Regions from separate parts of the Mus musculus genome. Here all the other regions are linked to region 1. Evidence: chromatin contacts called from public HiChIP or PLAC-seq data. All regions are on one chromosome and are shown on one strand. The core of a region is the stretch at or near the end of the contact, and the rest is flanking DNA. Distances in the headings are between cores, read along the strand shown. Region 1 has its middle 92 kb from the start of 1700067G17Rik. Region 2 overlaps Sh3bp4 (SH3-domain binding protein 4). Region 3 overlaps Sh3bp4 (SH3-domain binding protein 4).

Region 1 (2,645 bases), core at 98-2,597:
GTCCTCCTCAGAATTAATACCTGAACAATAGTTCTGTCACTGGAGATTGTAAGTTGGAGGCAATGAACTTCAGACTGGGCTTCCCAATGGCAAGGTCTTTCTGCATTGGGAGCAGAGAGACCCAGGCAGGGACAGCAGAGCCTGCAAGCAGCCGTACTCGCTGAGATGCCCTATCCCTGCTTTGGTCCTGTCTTAGTCAGGGTTTCTATTCCTGCACAAAACATCATGACCAAGAAGCAAGTTGGGAAGGAAAAGGGCTTACACTTCCACATTGCTGCTCATCACCAAAGGGAGTCAGGCCTGGAACTCACACAGGGCAGGAACTTGGATGCAGAGGCCATGGTGGGGTGTTACTTACTGGCTTGCTTTCCCTGGCTTGCTCAGCTTGCTTTCTTAAAGAATTCAGGACTACAAGCCCAGGGATGGCACCATGCACAATGGGTCCTCCCACCCTTGACACTAATTGAGAAAATGCCTTACAGCTGGATCTCATGGAGGCATTTCCTCAAGGGAGGCTCCTTTCTCTGTGAAACTCCATCTTGTTGTCAAGTTGACACACAAAACCAGCTCTTATAGAACTCTTTATTCAGGATTCCATAAACCTCTGTCCCTCTATTCTGGTGCATTGCAAATACATTTCCTTGACCTTCATTCCTATGAAGAAAATTTGCCCTAGAAGAGGCTCCCCTATATAAGGACCTCATGTGCACAACAGGACCATCCTCCTCTAGCCGAGACAGTTCCCCATAGCACCTACCCTACAGAGCACAGCTACCACGAAGACATCCTGAGTGATGTCTTTCAGATTGTCTCAGAGCTGTTGTTTAGCTCCTCCCTGTTTAGTTAATCAATTAGATAGATCGTGACTTTAATATTTTCAAGGCGAGCGAAGCTAGAAGGAAGCCTCCTTTTGTCCTCCCTACCCCAAATCTCTGTTCTCACAGGCACCCCTAAATCAGGAATACATAATCCCTAAGACCTTTAACTGGACATAAATATCTCAGGCCTCAGAGGACTTGGGTGTGACTGTCTGAAAGTGTCTCTCATGAGGACCGGGTAATTTCTCCTGTGTTTGCTATTATTCTCTTTCCCTCCCTTCTGATGTCCCCCACCCCAAGAAAAATCTAGAAGGAAAGATGAGGTCAGCCAAAAGGATATGTGTGGGCGTGGGGCCCATGAGAGACCCACCCCAAATACATACTGGCTGTGGGCTGATAAAGGAGCTGATGTGCCTAGAGACCACGCAGCTGCTTGCCTTCCCACAGGCTCCTTCCACCCTCCCACCCTACCCTCAGCCCTCCCCCAGCCACTCCTCAGCCAGTTGCAGCTGCTCAGGGCACAGCCTGGCTTTGTGGAAAACAGAACATTAGTGAGACAAAGGCTGGGGAAATAGGGGGAATGTGTTAATTGGATCTGCATAGAGGGCTGTGGAGGCTGCCAAGTGCCCAAACACCATGCCCCTCCCTGTCCACACCAGGCTGGTCTCAGTCCAGAATTCTCTGCTCTGAAGGGATCTCCAACTGGGAAGGAGGGGACAGGGAGCCAGCTGGGGTCACCCGCCAAGCCATCCATCTGCCCTGGGAAGCTTTACGACCCCACCCCACCCCCCACCCCCATAGTTAAAAAGTCAAGCCCTTGAACAAGGGTGCTGGAGTCCAGGTCCAACCTGGCTTTTCACACAGCCAGCCTTGGGTTCTCTTCCAAAGGCCACCAACTTCCCAAAGTGGTTTGTTTGTTTGTTTGTTTGTTTGTTTAGGTGCTCTTTGCCTCCCTAACCTCTGCTCTTCCCTGGCTGGTAGATAGAAGTCTCACTTTGGAAGTTCTTTGTAAGCCATGGAAGGGGAGGCCTGGGTGAGCCTGTGGAGGGGATAGATATGAATATGTGTAGTTTTTGCCACCAGCATTGGCTCATTATGTTGAGGGAGGAGGAGCTATTACTAGAACCCAATGGGTAGAGCTTAAATTAAGGATGCTGTCAGCACTCTGCACACACAACTCAAGACCCACCCTCAACAAAGACTTATCCGACCCTCCAGCAATCAAAATGCCTGTCTTTCCATGGGTGAAGAGCCTTGCCTCGAAAGACTCTGCCAGCTACACTGTCCTCTGCAAAAGCAAAAGCGTGTGTTCTCTCTCTCTCTCTCTCTCTCTCTCTCTCTCTCTCTCTCACACACACACAAACACACACACATGTATACATACATACATGTGTATACACTCACTTCAAGAATTACAGGGGTGGGGCACAAGATGCTAATTATTTATTTATTCATTTGACTAGGATGGACCTGGTGCCAACTGCATGCCCAGAACTTCTCTATGTGGAGACTTCACATTGAAAGAGATAGACAAGTCCCAGCTCACCTGGAATTGATGTTCCCTAGAGACCTGGGGCAGGAAGACAGAAACCAAACAAATAAAGGAAGAGAAAAATGTCAGACCCCAAGAAAGACCATCTGGAGAAGTGCAAGAGGGTGGCAGTGCCACAGGGGGGCCCTAGGATGTCTAGCTTTGATCTGATGGTCAAAGCGGCCCCCTGAAGAGGTGCCATTTATGCTGAGATCTAAACCACAGGAAGGAGCCAGCCTCAGAAGGATCAGGAGACAGATTTCTAAAGAGAACAGAGGTATCTGCAAGGCATGAAA
Region 2 (2,645 bases), core at 39-2,538, 210 kb after region 1:
AAGAGGAAAGCAAGCACAGGTAGTAAACACCAGTGTCCTTAGAGCAGATGAAGAACCAAAACATACTCCTTACTCACGGGTTCTCAGAGCAGCTCTGAGCTTCACCAGTGTCCTCAGGACAAGCCTGCCATCAGCTGTCACAGCCAGTAGGCATCTCCTGACCTTCCCTTCTGTATTGGCAGCACAGTCTACTGCCTCTCCTTAGACACCCCGGCCTTCAGAATCGCAGGGGACACTTGTGCGGCTGGAAAGTTGGCAAGCCCAGGCTGTGTATGGGCTCCAGCCCATTCCTGAAGTGACTTTCCCCCCCCCCCTCCCACTCTCCAACCTCTTTCCTCTGTCATGAGTTCCCCAGTGTCCGTAAATGGCACGGAGTCTCTGGCATAGAGAGCTTGCAAGCTGTGATCTTCTGGAATCTTAAGGTGGGCGGGAAGTCGGAAGCCTTTCTTGGATCTCTGCCCACTGGTCCCTGGAGCCAAGACTGGCCTCTGATGCTTGGTAGTAGTAATTGGTATTCATTGAGACCTTGCCTCACGTTGTGTATCATTCCATCGTGTGTATTTCTTAAGAAATACAGCAAGTGTAGTTAATGGGCTGGATAGGATTCAGGATTTGTATTGTTAGCAGCAGCAGGAGGTGGGTGCTGAGCCTGCACATTCTGTACATGGGTCCTTTGAGCTGGGGATGTAGTGCCTGGGGCTGGTGAGCTTACTTTGTCATAGAGAGCTGTGTGAGGGTGCCACACCTGCGTCAGAGGCCCCATTTTCAGCCATGTTCTAGGTGGAGTGTTGAGCGCCCCATTGTTTGGGGCTGAGGCGGTATGCATTGGTTTCTGGTAGAGAAGCTGCAAATTTCACGCATTGAAATCAGCTCTTATTGCTATTTCTTGCCCGTCGTCAGTCCTGGTTTAGGGTCTGCTCCAAGCCAACGAAAGACCCCGCCACAAATTTTAAGCCTGGTCTACCTCATCCTACTAAGAACCAACCGTACTCATAATTATGTCCACCAGCAGCCTAGGAATAGCAGTTTGATAGTGTGCCCAATTTCACATGTATTCATTAGCTGCACGTCATAAACCTGGTAGCCCCCAAGGACTGTGCGTATGATGTCTGTTCAGTTCTAGTGGGGACTAGGGGTACACATAGGCAGGGAGCAGCCTCCCACCCCTACCCCCACCCCCAAGCCACCATGGCAAGGCTTCAAGAGCAAATGGTGTTACTGGCTCTCTGTTCCTTGTGCCAAGCCTCCCACGGCCACTCCTCCAACAGGACCCGCCACTCTGGACAGACAGGGGCTGTTTTCTTCCTGAGTCCTGGAAGTGCCAATGTACTGCACGGTCTGAGGCTGCCCTCTTTGACTGCACTGAATGGCCATCCAGGTGCTGGGACACATTTCACAGACCCCATTGTGCCCTAGGAAGAGCATCTCTACGTGCCCACTGGGCACAGGGTCTGTGCAGCTTGCCACTTCTGCTCCTGGGCCAGAGCAATGAATTGGGTCTCTCTCTTCACTGGAATGGTCTGGAAGAAACAGGACTCCCTCCTCCCATAAGATTACCCTCGAAGCCATGCTTCACTTGTTCAGAGGAAATTATTTCTCCTCTCCCTTCAGGAAGAAGCACACTGCCAAGTTGACCCTGCCGTGCAGCGTGACTTTATGAGACAGCAGCTGCTGTCCCTGCTGGAACTAGGGGAGGAGACATGAGACCATAGTACCTCACCCACCCAAGAGGCTCACCATGGCAGCCCAGCGTATCCGGGCAGCCAACGCCAGTGGCCTCCCTCGGTGCAAGTCGGAGGGGACTCTGATAGACCTGAGCGAGGGCTTCTCAGAGACAAGCTTTAATGATGTCAAAGGTAAGTTCCTAGCCAACCCCTGCCTGAGGGGGACATGGGGATATTGATGGCTCGTGGATTTACAGGCAGCCAGTTTTACCATCAGCTCTCTAACCTTTCTGCTATTCATTCCTCCCTGAAAACAGTGCCATTTATCTCTGGATGTGTAGGGAGATTGTGTGTGCACGCATGCTCTTACTAACTTATGTGTGCAGAAATGCACATGGGTTGGGGCACACGTGGATGCAAGTTCACTTGGAGGCCAGATGTCACACAGATGCCACCGGCCTTGGTGTTTGAGGCAGGATCCTCCTGAACCTGGAACTTATTATGGAGTGTAGCAGTCTGGCTGGCTGGCTTTCAGAATTGGGCTGTTGGGCAAACCTCTCAGCTACATGCTTGGATCCCACCCGAGGTGTCATTTGATTCCCAAAAGTCTACTTTGACCTTGCTGCACCACATAGTGGCTTGTTCCTTGGGATGTATTGGTAGCATCCTGGTCCCTTGTTACAGTGTTTAGCCTTCCTACAGCATCAGCAGTTTATTACTGATCACACACACACACACACACACACACACACACACACACGTCCTCCTTGAAGAGGGCCAGATAACATTGACTGCTCACTCTGAAGTCACTCCTTGTCTTCTTCTCACACTGAACACTCAGAACTTTATCTCTGTTCCTTCTCCCTTGGCAAACTCAGAACTAAGTGATCCTGGACTGAAGCCACGGCCCCCGAGGCTTTGCACCGCTTTCCTGTTCCTCTGCCCTGGCATAGGCATGCAGTATTGAGCCCCACTGCAAGT
Region 3 (2,645 bases), core at 91-2,590, 190 kb after region 1:
TGGTTTCCAGAGGGTTGTGCAACAGGAAATGGGGCAGGGGGCTGCTTCTGCTCTCCCTCTTCAGCCTTACTGCTCTTGGTTATTCGGGTCGAGGCTGGTTGAGCAGGCCCTATTCTGATCTGTGTTGGAGGAGACTAAAGGGTGCGACTGCTCTTTGGCCCCAGCACTTTCCTGGGTGGTATTTGTGTGGTTTGCTTTTTCTGGCGCTCTGCCAGATGCACAGGGCCAGCGAGATGTTAGGGAAGAGGAAATAGGAGGTGCCCTGGGGTGACTCTGTCATCTCAGGCGAGCCAGTGGGCCTTGGTGTCTCCTACCTGAGAACCCAGTGTGCTGAGGTAGGCAAAGGGTGCTTACCCCGAGATGATATATCTTTGGGTGCAGTTCAGGGACTCCCCGTCAGTCATCACAGCACTCAGAAAGCCCAACACTTGGTGGCTGTGATACATAGTGGTCAGTTCCTGTGATTTTTGTCCCAGGAAAACAACTGTCCCATGTTCTCAGTGTTTATATTCATAGCCTGATTGGCTCAGAGGTCATTGTGATAGAGAGCTGCCCAGCGTTTCGATGCCCAAAGTGCTGCGCTGCCATTTCTGTTGTTTACTTAGAACACCTGCTATATAAGGTGCAAAAGCTTAGCCTGCTCCTGACCCCAGTTGGTTCCAGTTGAAAATCTTTTGCCCTATGACCATGCATATTGCTGCTCAAAGTGATGGGGGCAGTGTTCAAGTCATCTTTGAGGCCAGTGTGACCAGCCCGTGTACCTGTGATAGATAGATAGGGGTCTTGCTTGATAGGTTCGTTAAAAGGCGGGAAAAGTCTTAAGCACCACAGGTAACATTGTAGAAATTGTAGAAACACTGCAAACAGGAGCAGGGAGAGTCAGCAGTTGAAGGAAGGGTTTTATGAGGTTAGAAACACAGGCATGCAGCAGGCACACAGAGAAAAGGCCCTCTGTCTGTAAAGCCGCATGTCTTTATGCCTGCAAAGGGATATCAGTCTCTTTAGGGCTGTGTGTGTGTGTGTGTGTGTGTGTGTGTGTGTGTGTGTGTGTGTGTGTGTCTGTCTGTCTGTCTGTCTGTCTGAAGTTTTCTCTCCCCTAATTTAGGGTTAGTTAGTTTGAAGACAGGTATGATGAATGTTGGTGGGCCCACAACTGTTATGTGACCTGTCCTGACCTAGCCTTGAATTTGCTGAGGTGGACCTTCAGCAGGGAAGGGAGACCAAAGCCTCCAGGACTTTTATTTTAGGCTACCAGGCTTTTGTCTCAAGTCTGGAGTGGGGAGGTGAGGAACCCTCCTCTTGAAATTCGACACCTTTATTACCTAGCCATGCGCTCCCCCTCCCTCTAGTCTGTCTACCAGGGAGTCTGTCTAACTCGTGCTCTCTAACCTGAGACAGTTCAGAGCTCAGCCCAGCAGGTAAGAACAAGCAGGGAGCCTGAGGTCATGGAGAGCCTGAGCTCTCTGTCTGTCCGGTGTGTCCTGTCCTCTCCCACTACGTCATCCCCCTCTACGGTCCACACCAGCTCCACACCAGCGTGTGGCTCAGAGTCCCCTGCAGCTTTGATGATCACCTGCTCCTTTTGAATTTTCTTAGGCCCCAGGGCTCTCTGTGTTCCCTGCCCATTTTACAGATGAGAAAATAGGCCTCTGAGAGGGCCTCATTCCGGCTTAGCTCAGGGGGTTAGTGTGAAATAGAAAAGCCCAGGCCTAGAATTCCACCGGGTTTGTGTGCCCTCCAGGGTACCTTAACTCACTTCTTAGTCTGTACCTGGGAGGCCACAGGAGTCATTGGGCATGTGCCACATCCCTGATCCCATCACGGACCTGTTTGGAGAACCACAAGGAGCCACAGAGTAGAAATTAACAGGTGAAGTTAATATTGGGATGGTAAATGTCTTTAAATGTCAAATATACAATTAAGAAATTAAATGGTCTAAAAGGAGGGTTCTATCAATGTATGGTGGCTTGCCTATCGACTTTTTCTTTAGAAAACCAGTTTATGCATCGTGGAGAGTCACTAACAAATTTTGAGCTTGTGTTATGTACCTTGTATCTTGAATGCCCCTTAGAGCCCCATGTGTTGAAGGCTTGACTATCAGCCTGGGGTACCACTGAGGGGTGATAGGACCCTTAGGAGGTGTGGCATTATGGGACAAAGTCATGGGCTCACTCTTGAGCTGTGGGTTAGGATCAGGACATAGAGCAGGAGATAGTGGCTCCCAGACAGAGTCAAAGTAATTAATGCCCATAGCCCGGCCAGCATGAAACCCTCAGCCGGCTCAGACCATCTCCATCTGACATTCAAGTGCCAAGTCTCTCCCTTGGGTGCCTGTGGGCCTCTCTGGGGGTCAGGTGTGACCTCACAGTTTCTGGCAGGTGATCAAGGAGGCCTGAGGCCAGCAGTGGCTACGGGAGGTTGTTCTTGGTGTCTTCCAAAACCTCTGCCTTGAGACAGCCACAAAATCTGTGCATCTTCAGTCAGTAAAGGACTTCAGCTGAAGGTGGGCAAGATCAGTGGGGGTGGAGTGGGGGACTGGGGTGGGGGGAGACAGGAAAGGAACCTAAGCCTACTTACTGTTTATAAGAGGCCGCCCATGTGACAGCCTTTTCAAGCAGGTGTGCCCTGGGGACAGGGAAGACATT

What was found. HiChIP or PLAC-seq counts read pairs in DNA pulled down with a chosen protein or histone mark.
Region 2: an H3K27ac HiChIP or PLAC-seq map of oligodendrocyte precursor cells shows a contact between it and region 1, with 4 times the contacts expected there. The contact joins two enhancer-like sites. A contact is called at or near these places in 9 of 115 datasets of contacts at active chromatin or transcription factors (astrocytes, embryonic stem cells, neural progenitor cells and 3 more) and 1 of 9 other capture datasets (embryonic stem cells).
Region 3: a contact with region 1 is called in an H3K27ac HiChIP or PLAC-seq map of embryonic stem cells, with 2.6 times the contacts expected there. The contact joins two enhancer-like sites. A contact is called at or near these places in 1 of 15 datasets of contacts at CTCF or cohesin (the NIH/3T3 cell line), 1 of 484 Hi-C or Micro-C datasets (nephron progenitors), 6 of 115 datasets of contacts at active chromatin or transcription factors (embryonic stem cells, pancreatic cancer cells and stem cell-derived neural progenitor cells) and 1 of 9 other capture datasets (embryonic stem cells).

What each region holds. Positions count from the first base shown.
Region 1 is chr1:88,923,009-88,925,653 of GRCm38.p6, forward strand. No RefSeq gene overlaps it. Among named protein-coding and RNA genes, the nearest start is that of 1700067G17Rik, 92 kb to the right of the region's middle. Within about 2 kb of position 1,348, at least 74 of the 459 cell types and tissues checked have an H3K27ac peak or open chromatin away from gene starts, as enhancers often do. A contact at or near this core is called in embryonic stem cells, neural progenitor cells and oligodendrocyte precursor cells, where this site is marked.
Region 2 is chr1:89,135,948-89,138,592 of GRCm38.p6, forward strand. It overlaps Sh3bp4 (SH3-domain binding protein 4), which reads left to right. Exons shown (of 6, transcript NM_133816.3): 3 at 1,612-1,856. The coding sequence starts at 1,739. Among named protein-coding and RNA genes, the nearest start is that of Gm34331, 34 kb to the left of the region's middle. Within about 2 kb of position 1,289, at least 24 of the 459 cell types and tissues checked have an H3K27ac peak or open chromatin away from gene starts, as enhancers often do. A contact at or near this core is called in neural progenitor cells and oligodendrocyte precursor cells, where this site is marked.
Region 3 is chr1:89,108,596-89,111,240 of GRCm38.p6, forward strand. The region is part of intron 2 of Sh3bp4 (SH3-domain binding protein 4); the gene reads left to right. Among named protein-coding and RNA genes, the nearest start is that of Gm34331, 6.4 kb to the left of the region's middle. Within about 2 kb of position 1,341, at least 143 of the 459 cell types and tissues checked have an H3K27ac peak or open chromatin away from gene starts, as enhancers often do. A contact at or near this core is called in embryonic stem cells, where this site is marked.